Linked DNA regions of Sus scrofa: regions 2, 3 and 4 are each linked to region 1. A link is a contact called in public HiChIP or PLAC-seq data. All regions are on one chromosome and are shown on one strand. Each heading gives the region's core, a stretch centred on a gene start, on an enhancer-like site or on the middle of the called end of the contact. The rest is flanking DNA. Distances are from core to core; before and after follow the strand shown.

Region 1 (3,520 bases), core at 636-3,135:
CTCAGAATAGAACATGATGGAAGATAATATGAGAAAAAAAAATGTGTGTATATATATATATGTGTGTGTGTGTGTAAGTGGGTCACTTTGCTGTACAGCATAATTTGGCACAACACTGTAAATCAACTATAATTAAAAAATAAATTTTTTAAATAAAAGAATTTAAAACAGAAATATAAGGACTTATAAATTTACCCACTAGCAATCTTACAAACCCTTGTAAATGACAACCACTATTAGTATTTCATCAGTCTTCTCAGGTTTACATGAGAAGTTCAGAAAATGAACACAATTTTCATAATCATTATCATAGTTTGAAGAAGTCCAATAAAAATGCACATTGCTTTTCTGATGTGAGCACAGGCCCACAACCATTGGTGTGAGAATCATTTTCAGAAACCAAAAACAGCTTTCCTAAAATCTCAGCACCACTTCAGCCCCACCTTCCAACCCACATCTCATTAAAAAACAAAGCCATTTCTTTCATGCCTCATAATTAATGATAAAGTGAGTCAACTATACAAACAAAACACCAACAATAATTTACTGTGAACATTGTTGCATTTGTACTGCACTTATATATCTACTCTCTCATTTGATGTTTTTCATGAGCTTCTGCAGCAGGAAGAAATGGAATAATTGTTTTAGAGATGAAGAGATTCAACTCTACAAGATGTGATTTGCCCCAAAACACACAGCTCATAAGAAGTAATGACAAGATGTGAATTCAGGATTCTCGAGATTCTCCAACTAAACTTGTGTTCACTTATTCAACATTGTCTCTCTTATCTGAAGTGTTTAATCAAGCACAAGAAGTTGATAATGGAGCCCTAGGGAAGTTATCTAATTGGATAGAGCCTCAGATGGGTTCTCTTAAAACATAAAAGAAGGAAAGAGAAAGAGAGAGAGAGAGAAAGGAAGAAATAAACCACTTCGGGTAAAGATAGTTAAATTTCCTGGAAAACAGGGGTCTTGAACTGTCCTTTAAAGATGTATTAATCAAAGCAAGCCCACAAACTGACAATTTCAGAATCATTTCGGAGCTTGTTAGAAATATAAATTTTTCCACACTGTGTTCTCAGGCCTCCAGGACAATAACCTCTGAGGCACAGACTGCCCAGGTGATTCCAATGCATAGAAAGTTTGAAAAGTGTTGCTTGAAAGTAAAAGTCAGACCTGAGTAAATAACAAGACGGTTACAGGTAGGCTAAAAAGGGGGAAGGGGGGAAGGGCGTTGGGGAGGGGGGACAACATGAAAAATTAGGAGGCCTAGAATCCAGAAAATTCAAGAAATGTCAGCAAAAAAAGGTTCAGAACACTGGGCTGGGAAGGTAGTATCCTGTGAAGGACAGGGTCCGAATAAACCTGGGGTGAAATCTTGAACTAGAGAAAGCTGAATGCAAGCAGAGCAGTCTCTAGAACCACTCAGGCCCAAAGTTTAAATCTTGAGAGAAAGTATGTAGACCTAAGCAACAAAAGCATCATGTGATGCAGGACAAGAGGTCCCTCAGGGTTTAGAAGGTCTTCAGAAGAGAACCTCTTTTACAACCTGGAGAAACACAAGTTCACCAGACAGACAAGGATGGAAAGAACCATGGCAAAGGGCCAAGGTGTAAAACAAGATCTATTTAGCACCAGTGAGGCACCCTTGATTCAGTGTCCTCATCTGTACAAGAAGAGATTAATGATCCTAACCCAGTTGAACTATTGAGAAGATTAAATAAAACAGTTCTACACAATGACTCCAAATGTGATGTCCGGCACAGAGTGGACACTCAACACAGTACACTGACTTTCTTTCTCTTCCAGGCCACTGCAGTTCGTGAGAGTGAGCTAGGCATTGGGTCCTCTCTCGGGCTGGTTGGTAAGTGACTGATTTGGAGGATGTTTTCTCATAAAAGTTCACAGGGCAGCCTGCTGGGGGAGGTCCCGTGGTTATGAAGCATCACACTCAGCCACATTCCATTTTAAGACCTACAGCTCCTTCACTTCCTGCTTCTCACTCTTACTTTTTTCAGAGGGGCTGCAGGTTCTCAAGGTTATCTTGAGCACAGCTTTCTTTCTAAATGACACATAACCACTTCTACAGGCAAAAGTGCTCTGTGTAACTTCTTCTTTCAGAATGGGACTCTGGGCTGCCTGAAAATGGATCTAGGTCCATTCCCAGATGATCTCTTGGAAAGCAGACATGAATCAGTCCAGCAGGTTGGCTGGAGGTCTCCAAGAGTCTGTCTACAGGGGGATATTAACTAGGGTTGCTCAAAGGGAAAAACCAAGTTCCAGAGTCAATTGAAAGCAAGCTGACCGCTGTCCCACAGGGTTTCCTGAAAGATTTAGCAAGCTAATGTACTTTGTCAGTACCTAAGAGGGCGCCAGAGTATGCCGCATTCTCCAGGCTTACAGGGACCAATTTTAAGAGTGGTATCTCCTTGGACTACTATTTACTGACCATGCAGGAGAAAACAATACGTCAGCGCATGATATAGATAAGGCAGGGATCATCCGTTTGCTTAGAGTCCATTCCCAGAAAGATTAAGAAGGTGGCAGCATTTTTGTTATGCTTCTTCACCTTCCCATTCATTATCTATACTCACCGCATCCTCCTCTTCCTCCACAAGCCCTTTCCCTTCCCCATTACTCTGTGCACGCTGTTTTACAAAGAATCTGCTAATTCGATAAACTAATGCCTTCTTTTTCAACACTTTGCACATCGGTGCCTCTATTATGTTATTCATTCCATTTGCTTAGGAAGCATCCCCTTTATCAAAATCCTATTAATTCAAGGCCAACCCAAATGTCACTTCCCCCAAGAAGCCTTCCTTAATCCCCTGCCCTCCACACCAGTTGGAAGTAATCGTTCTTTGCTCCTCACTGAACTTTCTCAGCAAGTTTCCACTTTCTACCTTAAATGATAGTTATCTGTGTGCTGTCTCACCTTCACCAGTTGGTTCACCCCTTTCCTAATACTTTCACACCTGTCATCTTGGTTCATCCCTACAACATGCTGGGAGGAAGAACAGGCAGGTATAATTATACTCATAGTATGGAGTAAATGTAGCTTAGTGGTTAGAAGTGGAGTTGCTAGAGACAGACTATCTGAGTTCAAGTCCTAGATAAACTCTCTGGTTCTCAATTTTTCATCTGTGAAATGGCAGTAATAGCAATACCTTCCTCAGAGGGGGATTATGGGGATTAAGTGAGTTAATGAGGCAAAGTACTCACACCTAACTAAATATGCATTTTTCTAAATCTTTTTAGGGCCGCACGGTGGCATATGGAAGTTCCCAGGCTAGGGGTCGAACTGGAGCTGTAGCTGCTGGTCTATGCCACAGCCATAGCAATGACAGATCCAAGCCACATCTGTGACCTACACCACAGCTGAAATGCCAGATTGATTAACCACTGAGCTAGGCCAGGGATCAAACCCGCATCCTATGGATCCTAGTTGGATTCATTACTACTGAGCCACGATGGGAACTCCTCAATATGCATTTAGTAAGGGTTCCAGGGGAGTTTAGAA
Region 2 (3,520 bases), core at 698-3,197, 220 kb before region 1:
CAACAGTAGCCAATAGAAGGAGATGCAGTTTCCACATAACACAATTTATTAAAACATATATCCTGAAGAAACATCTACATAAATACTCCATAAACCCTGATATTCTGTAGGAGAGCATGGAAGTCAGTTTGAGTCTAGGAAAAAAAAAGTCAGATTTTTCTAGCTTACCATGTCAGTCTTAGAAAATGTCTGCAGAGATGAAATCAAATATAAGAAGGAATAAAGCTTTTCTTTTCTTTGATGACTCAAGATCAGCAGAAACCCAGAGTTCCTATTTTGAACACTTTACAAACCCAACTATAAATGGAGACAGTGACTGAGCAACTGGGCTAATGATAGGCATCCTCTCCACCACAGCTGTAAAAGAGTCTGCCCCCAAAACAGATACTTGAAAAGTCATATACTGTCAAGACGAAAACCAATCATATTCATAAAGTAAACAAAAAAGAATATAGACCTAACCACTTAGAAGCAACTTTTTTTCAACAAATTTCTCTTTTACTTTTTCTTTCTTGATGAACATGTAGATGCGCGCGCATGCGCGCGCACACACACACACACACACACACACACACACAACTTAAACATTCCTCAATTCTTTGAAGGAAGGCATCGGAGCACAGTTTCAGACGCCATTGCTTTCTTCTAGGAAATAGCTCACTAGATGAAGTTTTTCCACAATTTTATTATGAAGTCTGCTGTGTATATGCCGGCATGTTTCTGAGTATTTTCTATTTCATAACTATGTGTGTGAAAATAGCACATTTAGCTATATATTTTTTCTCTTTTTTTACCTCATTGGAGGTGGAAGGGGTAAAGAACAGGAATCATCTTAAAGCATATTTATTTATGTTCTTCGTGGTAAAAAGAAAGCTATGGCAACACTTTCCTGGCCCACATATTCAATTAAATACACAGCAAATCTTTTCTACTTACTGGATTCATTGGCACTTTCGAATATTTATTTTTGGCATTTCATTTCTTTTTTGTTTTTGCAGGAATTCTTAAAGTTTTATCATGATTTAACATTTATTTTAAAAACCAAACACATTTTAAAAATTATACTCACACAGATATACATATATATGCATATACAATTTTTTTTTCCTGAGAATTGAATTGCTGTAGCAGTCTTTTTACGTGGTTATTTTTCCATTAATTGATTTCCAAGCCTCTTAAGCATGGAAAGCACAGTGAGGTTAATGGGAGGATAGTGTCCTAGAATGAGTAGTGCATGCTTCCCTGTTCCCCAGGAGTTAGTAGTCTGGTAGAGAGACTGATGAATAATCAGTAACTTTTGAATGGATGTCTCCTCTACCAGGCAGAACTGACTGTGGCCAGGCGACAAGGATAGTCAAGGGGCCATGAGAGCACCTCTCTGGCTCATATTAGGGAGCAGATCCACAGCTTCCTTTTGTCCAATTCAAGATCACATCTCACATTCCTCTATCCATCTTACCCAACCCACCCATTCCCTGGACACACCCCACAGGTTCATACACATGCACACACACACTCCTACTCTAACCTTCTACTACGTCTTCTAAATAATATCTGATTATTTCTGGAATCCCTGTACTTTACCCCAGTCTCACTTTCTCTTCCCTAGTTCCGACCCTTCTCATCACCCTGAACTGTTTATTGCCATGATCTAATCTCACCTCTCTCCCATATCTCCTCCGCAATACTGACAAGTGTGATCTCTCTGACGTAAATACTGGATCCTGGCTCTCTGCTGATCTGGATTTGCCAATGACTCCGCCTTGTGTTGAACTCTTTTTATCATGTTGCACTGTTTTTAATACACTTTAGAAGGACTTTCCAATCTAGCCCTTGCCTTCCTGTCCAGCCACCACCTTATTTCCTCCATCACACACAGCATACACTCCAGCAATATTAGGCTTACATAAAGACAAGAATAGACCATACACTTATGTATGTACTCTTGCTTGTCAGCCACAACTTCCTTCTACAGTCTCTGATTTCTTCTTTATGACTGTTCACCATGTTTCTTCCCTGCTGCTCAGTCAATTTCTGTCTGGCAGTTGGCTACTGATTCTTCGAGTCTCAAATCAAATTGTGCCTCTTCCGTAAAGTCTTTCTGGAAGTCTGGAGACATCCATTCAATAGTTATTGATTATGGATTGGCTTCTCTACCAGATTAACTCCTGGGGGATAGAGAGACATCCTAGGACACTATCCTCCTCCCATTAACTTTATATATTAAAGATGTTTATAAAATAATTAACAGGAAAATAAAAACATAAAAAGACATATAAATCCCCTGGAAGGATTTTGAGTTTTTTCTATGGTCTTTCAGTTATATTTCCAATGGGCTTTGTAGATACCTCCATTAACATAATTGCCTGCTAGGAGTTCCCGTCGTGGCACAGTGGAAACAAATCTGACTGGGAACCATGAGGTTGTGGGTTCAATCCCTGGCCTCGCTCAGTGGGTTAAGGATCTGGCATGGCTGTGGCTGTGGTGTAGGCCACCAGCTACAGCTATGATTTGACTCCTAGCCTGGGAACCTCCATATGTGGCGGGTGCAGCCAAAAAAAAATAAAATAAATTACCGTCTAGTGTTTTAATGATTGTCTTGTGTGTTTATAAGTTGGGAAGAAGTCACACTGTAAACTACAGAAAATCAAGTTATCATGGTCTGAAACATATAGAGATTTATCTTTTGTAATAGGAAGGGCAGCCAAGAACCACTATGCCTGTTCAACAATGACAGCAAGAATTCAGGCTCTTTCTAGCTTTTTGCTAGAAGTGCTTTTCTAGTCTTTCTACCAAAGTGCTACTGATACTAGTCAACATAGTGCCCAAAGGATGATGAATAATGATTCTCTTTATCTGACACAAGACCTCCCTTAACTCTCTCTATTAACTCTTGCCACAACCTTGCCCACACTTGAAATACCTTCTATATTATGAAGAATCTCTTGACCTTCTCTCTCCAGAATCCATCTGTACTTGAAATGCTAGGCCCAAATATTCAATTCTATTTCATGTATTTACTTGGATGTCTCATGTGCTCTTCAAGCTTAAGATGTTAAAAACTACTTCATCTTCCTCCTTGAATCTAATTTTCATGCTTTTTGTCTGCTTTTCACATCCACCTCAGTATTGTTCAAATGAGAACACTAGGAGTCCTTCTTGAGCCTCTCCCTCACATCCCATTCAAGTAAAAAATCCTGTTGATCTTATTCCCTAAATAGGAAATTTAGAATTCAAATACTTCCCTGTTTCCTCTGCTGTAGCCACCTCCCACCAGGAATTATCCATCAGCATCCAAACTGGGCTCCCAATGTCTACACTTCTTCAACATCAATGAACCCTTCATTCTAGAGAAAGTGATTCCCCTCAAATGCAGATCTGATCACATTACTTGCTTGAAAGTCTTTGGTGGTTTAGTGGAGTGATTTGTACTAAGTCTATGGCTTCTGCTTCTCCTTGAGAGGTACATGGCATGTTACTCTCTGACACTGATTTCCTTTGATATCCAGTGTGCCAGACT
Region 3 (3,520 bases), core at 452-2,951, 220 kb after region 1:
TCTGATTGTTTGCCTTCTCAAGTGGAGACACACCTTCTGCAGCTACAGCTGTCCCCAAATAACCTTTTGCCTTACTGTCAGTGTATGAGCCCCCATGACTCAGCAGTCCTAGCCTCTGAGAAACTCCATCATCATCATGACAAACCATCAACAATGAAGTTTTCTTGCACTCTAGTTCTGAGTCAGGCAAGTCAGTCTTCGCAATGTGTAGCCCCAGATCCAATTAAGTGACCAATTTTTAATTCATTCCATGTGAATTTTATTGATAATCTGTTAGGGCCATAGTTATGCTGTGTAAACTGGATGATATGAAACGCATAATCTACTAGAACACAAACAGCTAGCATTTATTTCCAATTTTATGGTTTAGGGATGGTTTCCATGTATGTATGTGTCATGTCTTCTGGAATTCATATCAATGACTTTGAGTTGACATTCAAATATGTGGCAGATAAGAAATATCAAAAGGAGTTTCTGTTGTGACTCAGCAGGTTACGAATCCAACCAGTATCCATGAGGATGTGGGTTCCATCCCTGGCCTGGCTCAGTGGGTTAAGGATCCAGCCTTGCCATAAGCTGTGGTGTATGTCACTGACATGGCTTGGATCCTGCATTGCTATTGCTGCAGCTATGTGGCTATGGTGTAGGTCAGTAGCTGCAACTCCAACTCCAATTCAACACCTAGTCTAGGAGCTTCCATATTGTAGGTGAAGCCCAAAAAAGCAAAAAAAAAAAAAAAAAAAAAAAAAAAAGGTGTCAAGAGAGGTCTCCTTCTAACACTTTGCTGTGGCCAACACAGGCCAGAGACCAATCATCAGCACTGCTGCATCCCCAGAGATAGAGACATTCTATTTTCTTCATTCAACCATAGGTGATCCCTCAGTACATCTGTAATATATCTCAACTGCTCAAGTTCAAGTCAAAGTTTTCTTTCTCTAGAAAGTCTTTCTAGATTTCTCCCTCTCCAGCTAAAAATATCTTCCTTTTTTTGAATACCTACAGTGCTTTTGCTATACCTCTTCTATCACATTTTTATTATATTAAAAGCAATTTTATTACATTTTCCTTCCTGTTCATACCTTATATTCTCTACTACTCTGTGAATACCTACTCTAGATCCATTGAACCAGAGTCTGAGGGGTAATTATGATTCGTTTCTGCTGAGACACAACAGGAACTCCCCATTTTTATGTTTTTATAAATTTGACCACTTCTCTCTGAGGCAAATTTCATTTATGGACAGATAATTGTTGCTAGCAAGGAGCAAGCACAGGACATTTCTAAAGACTTCATTGGCTCTACCATGCATGGGTTAAGAGACCTCCAGCAGAGGAAATTTCATGGGTCATTTCCCAGTAACATGTGACAAACTGCAATCCTAAGAGAAGCCTCAGGTTAATGAGGCAAGCAGATGCACAGGCCAGACCTCAAGACACTGTGGGCAGGAGATTAGGCTTTACAGTAGCACCGATGACTGAAGAATTCTGATTTATTTTCACTCTCTCTACAACTTGTATGTATTTTGGATCCCAAACTGCATTTATCATATGTTAGACCTTGTTGAAATATCAAGGAGTAAGAAAATCAATTGTAGTATCTCTAAGCAAAAACTGACATTGGTTAGAGGTGTACTGTGTTTGCAAAGAGAGCTACAATAGTCTCTTTACAATGTTACTTTGCTCTTCCTCCCACAAAGAAGAGGAATTTACTTAGTCACCCTTTGAATCTAGCTGGCCTCATGACTTTGACTGATACAAGAATACAGCAGCCATATATTTTGCAACTTCTTTTTTTTTTTTTTTTTTTTTTTGTCTTTTTGCCTTTTCTAAGACCGCTCCCTCGGCATATGGAGGTTCCCAGGCTAGAGGTCTAATTGGAGCTGTAGCCACCGGCCTATGCCATAGCCATAGCAATGCGGGATCCGAGCTGCGTCTGCAGTCTACACCATAGCTCACAGCAATGCTGGATTGTTAACCCACTGAGCATGGCCGGGGATCGAACCCATGACCTCATGGTTCCTAGTCAGATTTGTTAACCACTGAGCCACAACAGGAACTCCAATGTTTTGCAACTTCTGAGTCTAGGCCTTGGGAAACCTCACAGCTTCTGCTTTTGCCCTCTCTCTCTTTGTATAAAACTCAACTCTATGTGAAAAAGCCTGAGCTAACCTGCTAAACAATGCAGGCACACAGCCTTGCTATAAGCCAGCAGCAATCAGCTCCAAGCAGACTTGCCAATTGACTGGAATTGCATGAGTGTATCCAGGCAAGGTCATCAGAATGACCACACAGCTAAACCCAGCCCGAATCACTGACCACGAGAATTGTGAGCTAATGACTGTTTGAGGTCACTAAGGTTTTGAACGGGCTTATTACATAGCATAGACTAAAGGATACGTATAATGCATAACACTGAAAGAAATAGTAGCCCTTATTTTAGTGAAGATATCTGGACTGTTGACAAGCTCTCTGGGCCTTTCAAAATGGGTCTGAAGAGTTCCCATTGTGGCTCAGCAGATTATGAACCTGACTAGCATCCATGAGGATGCAGGTTCCATCCTTGACCTCACTCAGTGGGTTAAGGATCATGCATTGCCACAAGCTGCAGTGTAGGTCACAGAGGTGGCTGGGATCTGGCGTCGCTGTGGCTGTGGCGTAACCCTAGCCTGGGAACTTCCATATGCCACAGGTGTGGCTCTAAAAAGTAAAAAATTAAAAATGGAAATAAAATAAAATAAAATAAAATGGGTCTGAAATGAAAGTGTCCATTTTAGACTGTGGGCACAAGCTCACCACAGAGAAAAATAATGTAACGGATGGTTCTGAGGAACAGATTTTTAACTGCAGAGGCGCTGGCTTTTTGTGAGGATGAAGTAACTACATACTCAGGATTTACAAAGACTTGGCTTTTCAAAATAATTCATAATGATTTTTACATTTTGAGTCCAGTTCATAGTTTACCAACTACTTTCAGCATCTTTTGTGGTTTGTAATAAAAAGATTCTTTAGTGCTGACTAGAGTCATAAATTCAGGGGTTTTCAAACTTGGTATCACAGACTTAGAAATGACCTGGGGGCCGTCACTCCAACCTTCCCTTTTAACAATGTTTAAATAGGGAAGACCCAATTAAGATATATTTTGAAGGAAGGATTCAGTCCCTACAAATGAGTGCAATGACACTTACATAGCTCATACAGTTCACTCTCAGACAGGAACTAAAGTGAGTTAGTGAACTCCCACTCCCTTCCACACACACGTGAAGTCAGATTTCCAGACTTTTTTTTTTGTTGTTGTTGTTGTTGTTGTTGTTGTTGTTACTATTTCTTGGGCCGCTCCCGCGGCATATGGAGGTTCCCAGGCTAGGGGTTGAATCGGAGCTGTAGCCACCGGCCTACGCCAGAGCCACAGCAACGCGGGATCCGAGCCGCGTCTGCAACCTACACCACAGCTCACGGCAACACCGGATCGTTAACCCACTGAGCAAGGGCAGGGACCGAACCCGCAACCTCATGGTTCCTAG
Region 4 (3,520 bases), core at 634-3,133, 190 kb before region 1:
AACTAAAATTAACAGGAATTGATGAGGGAAACAATACAAAGACATAAGTATAAGTAGAGCAGGGCGGTCCTATAGCAGACATCAGGAGAGAAAAAAATAAAGTGTAGAAGCTTTAGTTATGAGGACCCAAACTTCTGACTGCTAAAACGCCAATCAACCAAGATTATAAACTTGAAAAGGAAGAAAAAGAAATCATAAGGGCCATTGGAAACCATAAAAGGCACTCAGCTAGGATGTGTGTTACTAGAACCAACAGGTTTGTGTTTGTGTTCTGTTCCCTCTCATCAGAGTGGTTGGAAAGGAAAGTCTATTCATTAAAAATTGAAATTAGTATTAAAAATCACAATTCTACTTTTGTTTTGAGATAGATAAAAGTACCAGAATGATATATGGATCCAAAAAAGCCGTCTCCTCTCAAAAAACATTCTATTTTTCTAAAACATTATATTTAAGATCATTTTACTTTCTATTGTTTTAGTTTCTATTCTGAAAAGTGCTAAAAAGGTGCTGGGCAGGGATAAAAGAAAGAAAAGGGGGTGAAGGGAGAGATTAGATAGATAGATAAGTAGGTAGAAGAGGTGGAGAAAAAGGGAAAAGTGAGAGAGAAAGGGAGGGATAGAAAAATCAATAGTTTTTAAATTTGCCTTGTCAGATGTTTATTGTTAAAAGATGTTATACTTTGCCAAAATACTCTCTGGGTGTACATACATTTATTCAAATTTATGAAAATAAACATTATGTACCCATTTATAGAAATATTTATATAAATTACAATATACATGTAAAGCAAAAGCAAAGTAGGTTAATTATAGAAACTTAAAAAATATGTAGAGGGAGTTCCTGTTGTGGCTCAGTGGGTTAAGAACCCAACTAGTTTCGAGGATGTGGGTTCGATCCCTGGCCTCGCTCAGTGGGTTAAAGATCCAGCATTGCTGCAAGCTGTGGCATGGGTTGCAGATGTTGCTGGGATCTGGCATAGGTCTGGCATAGGGTCTGACTGGATCCCTAGCCTGGGAACTTCCTTATGCCACAGATGCGGCCCTAAAAGAAAAAGAAAAAATATGTAGAGAAGTGTAAGAAAGAAGTCTTATCTCCTACAACCCCAGAAATAACTTAGTGTACACATCACTTTAAATGCTATTAAATATTCATACATAATTACATGTCACAATTCAAGTAATACATAGATCCATACCTAATTAAGAGAAAAATACAATAGATGTGGAAGTATCTAGGGTGTTATTTCTCAGAGTAAATTAGAGAAGAATTTAATACTGTCAGGGAAATAAAAGAATTAGGATTTTAAAAATCTAAATCCCTACAACTATAGACACAGAATACTACATAAGGAAGTATAAGTATTATACTTATATATAAAACTACAACTATAGATAAGGAATACCTAAAGTACTCTCAGATTAAGTTTTACACAACTAGAAAGTACTGGGGTAGAGACAGGAGTGAATGTGAGAGACAGCTGGGTAATTACAAGTGTAACACTACAACCTTACATGAGATTACCATTTTGTGGCTGATAAAATATTCTCACTCATTTCTTTACCACTCAATATTTTTATCCAATATCATTATTGTTCCATTTTTCCTCATGGAAATGAGCCCCAAAGATACCAGCTACACTAGTTCTTCAAGAATTCAGATGCAGTGCTTTTAATCCTTGTTTTGTTTTCTGAGATACAGAAGATTGACCTTGACACACTATGGTATAAAGGAAAGAACACTGGACTGTAAGTTAGGAACTTGTGCTCAAACTCATCATCCCTGCACAACCCAGCAAATGAGCAAGCCCTCTCTTCTAGCTCTTCCTTTACCTCCTCTATAATGGAGCTAATAATAGAGCTGATGAAACTCACCGGGGTAATAGGAAGTGCGCCTGGCATAGTGCGTGACACTGGAAGGAAGTAACACAAAATTCTACCAGCCTACCTGTTACCACTTCAGGAAGCTGAGAGCCCACTAGCATAAAGAACATCATTTCCTCCAAGCTGGTGTCACTGGGCTAAGCACTGACTATATTCAATTCTGACTATATTCAATTCATCTAAATTCTGTGTATTTAAAGGAAACTCACAAACCAAATCAATGTGAACCAAAGCAAATTCTTGGTCTATCAGAGGTCTGTAAAGAGCCAAAGTCTATCAAAGAGCTGCATCTTTTCCTGAACCAAATCTGCAGCTACACAATGGGCTGAAGTGGAAATAACAACCATACAAACAGATGACCATGAGCCTCAGCCATTCAAACCAGGGCCCTACATCAGGAGGCTGGGGTTAGGTGGAGGTGGCTACTCAAAAGGCAGGCAGAATCCAGTCAGGCTTCCTTTTATGCATCTCCAGCTACTCTACTGCTGAAAGCCCAAGGTCCAAAAAAGACAATCCTAGGGTATCTCCAGTCCAATCAATCACACAAAGTAACTTTTTTTTGTGGGGGGGGGGAAGGGGGGAGAGAATGAACCCAAATGGTTCCAAGAGGCAAGAACAACTGGTGAGAACCCATTTCTTAGCATCATTCAATCAAGAAGTCCACGTCATCAGCAATGCTAATTTAATAAACCAGAGCTGCGGTGCTATAATTGGATTGCCATTCGAGCTAGTGAGTTTCCAGGGTAACCGTGTTCTTGCCACAGATAAAATGCACCTAGTAGCACAAAGATTAAGAGTTTGGGGAGAGTCAGCATCAAATGAGAGGTCAAGAATTTATGCTGAAGAGAGCTAGCTATATATACCAAAAGCAAATGAGTGAAAATTGACTGGACTCAATATCCCAGGCCTGCCACATTCCAGCAGTATTATTTCAAGGGAAAACAAATAAATAAAAAACAAAACTCCTCTGGGTCTTGATTCCTCATCTGTAAAATGAGTATAGTCATGGTATCTGTCTCATAGGGTTGTTACAAGGATAAAACAGGGGACTTAATAATTGTTACATTTAAAGCTCCAACTAACGTTAAAAAAAAAAAAGAGAGAGAGAAAGAGAAGGAGTTCCCGTCATGGCTCAGTGGTTAATGAATCTGACTAGGAACCATGAAGTTTGAGGGTTTGATTCCTGGCCTTGCTCAGTGCATTAAGGATCCCGCGTTGCCATAAGCTGTGATGTAGATCACAGACGTGGCTCAGATCCCGTGTTGCTGTGGCTGTGGCATAGGCTGGTAGCTACAGCTCCGATTTGATCCCTAGCCTGGGAACCTCTATATGCCACGGGTGCAGCTGCAGAAAAGACAAAGGACCAAAAAAAAAAAAAAGAGGCTACAGCAGATGTCTTTAAACCTAGATATTCAGAGGCCTAAAAAACTAGAAAAAAAAAAGGGCGGGGGGCTTCTTCTTTTCAGTTTACTGCTTTGGAGGGAAAGACCCTGAAAACTTCTCAAAGGAGCCTGGAAAATCTTAAATCCATGTTGTCTTTGACTATGTTCATGTCACTCCTGCCCCCACAGCCCTGACTTCTGGGAATACGCTGCCATGTCAGAGGCAATCCAGCAAGTCTTAATTGAGGAGGGACACAG

What was found. HiChIP or PLAC-seq counts read pairs in DNA pulled down with a chosen protein or histone mark.
Region 2: a contact with region 1 is called in an H3K27ac HiChIP or PLAC-seq map of alveolar macrophages. The contact joins two enhancer-like sites. A contact is called at or near these places in 1 of 47 Hi-C or Micro-C datasets (heart right ventricle) and 1 of 2 datasets of contacts at active chromatin or transcription factors (alveolar macrophages).
Region 3: a contact with region 1 is called in an H3K27ac HiChIP or PLAC-seq map of alveolar macrophages. The contact joins two enhancer-like sites. A contact is called at or near these places in 2 of 2 datasets of contacts at active chromatin or transcription factors (alveolar macrophages and skeletal muscle).
Region 4: a contact with region 1 is called in an H3K27ac HiChIP or PLAC-seq map of alveolar macrophages. The contact joins two enhancer-like sites. A contact is called at or near these places in 2 of 2 datasets of contacts at active chromatin or transcription factors (alveolar macrophages and skeletal muscle).

Annotation. Positions count from the first base shown.
Region 1 is chr13:125,975,591-125,979,110 of Sscrofa11.1, reverse strand. All of the region lies in intron 2 of LPP (lipoma-preferred partner), which reads right to left. Among named protein-coding and RNA genes, the nearest start is that of LPP, 190 kb to the right of the region's middle. Within about 2 kb of position 1,885, at least 14 of the 83 cell types and tissues checked have an H3K27ac peak or open chromatin away from gene starts, as enhancers often do. A contact at or near this core is called in alveolar macrophages, where this site is marked.
Region 2 is chr13:126,198,643-126,202,162 of Sscrofa11.1, reverse strand. The region is part of intron 5 of LPP (lipoma-preferred partner); the gene reads right to left. Among named protein-coding and RNA genes, the nearest start is that of MIR28, 82 kb to the left of the region's middle. Within about 2 kb of position 1,947, at least 2 of the 83 cell types and tissues checked have an H3K27ac peak or open chromatin away from gene starts, as enhancers often do. A contact at or near this core is called in alveolar macrophages, where this site is marked.
Region 3 is chr13:125,759,887-125,763,406 of Sscrofa11.1, reverse strand. No RefSeq gene overlaps it. Among named protein-coding and RNA genes, the nearest start is that of LPP, 21 kb to the left of the region's middle. Within about 2 kb of position 1,701, at least 9 of the 83 cell types and tissues checked have an H3K27ac peak or open chromatin away from gene starts, as enhancers often do. A contact at or near this core is called in alveolar macrophages, where this site is marked.
Region 4 is chr13:126,168,969-126,172,488 of Sscrofa11.1, reverse strand. All of the region lies in intron 5 of LPP (lipoma-preferred partner), which reads right to left. Among named protein-coding and RNA genes, the nearest start is that of MIR28, 110 kb to the left of the region's middle. Within about 2 kb of position 1,883, at least 4 of the 83 cell types and tissues checked have an H3K27ac peak or open chromatin away from gene starts, as enhancers often do. A contact at or near this core is called in alveolar macrophages, where this site is marked.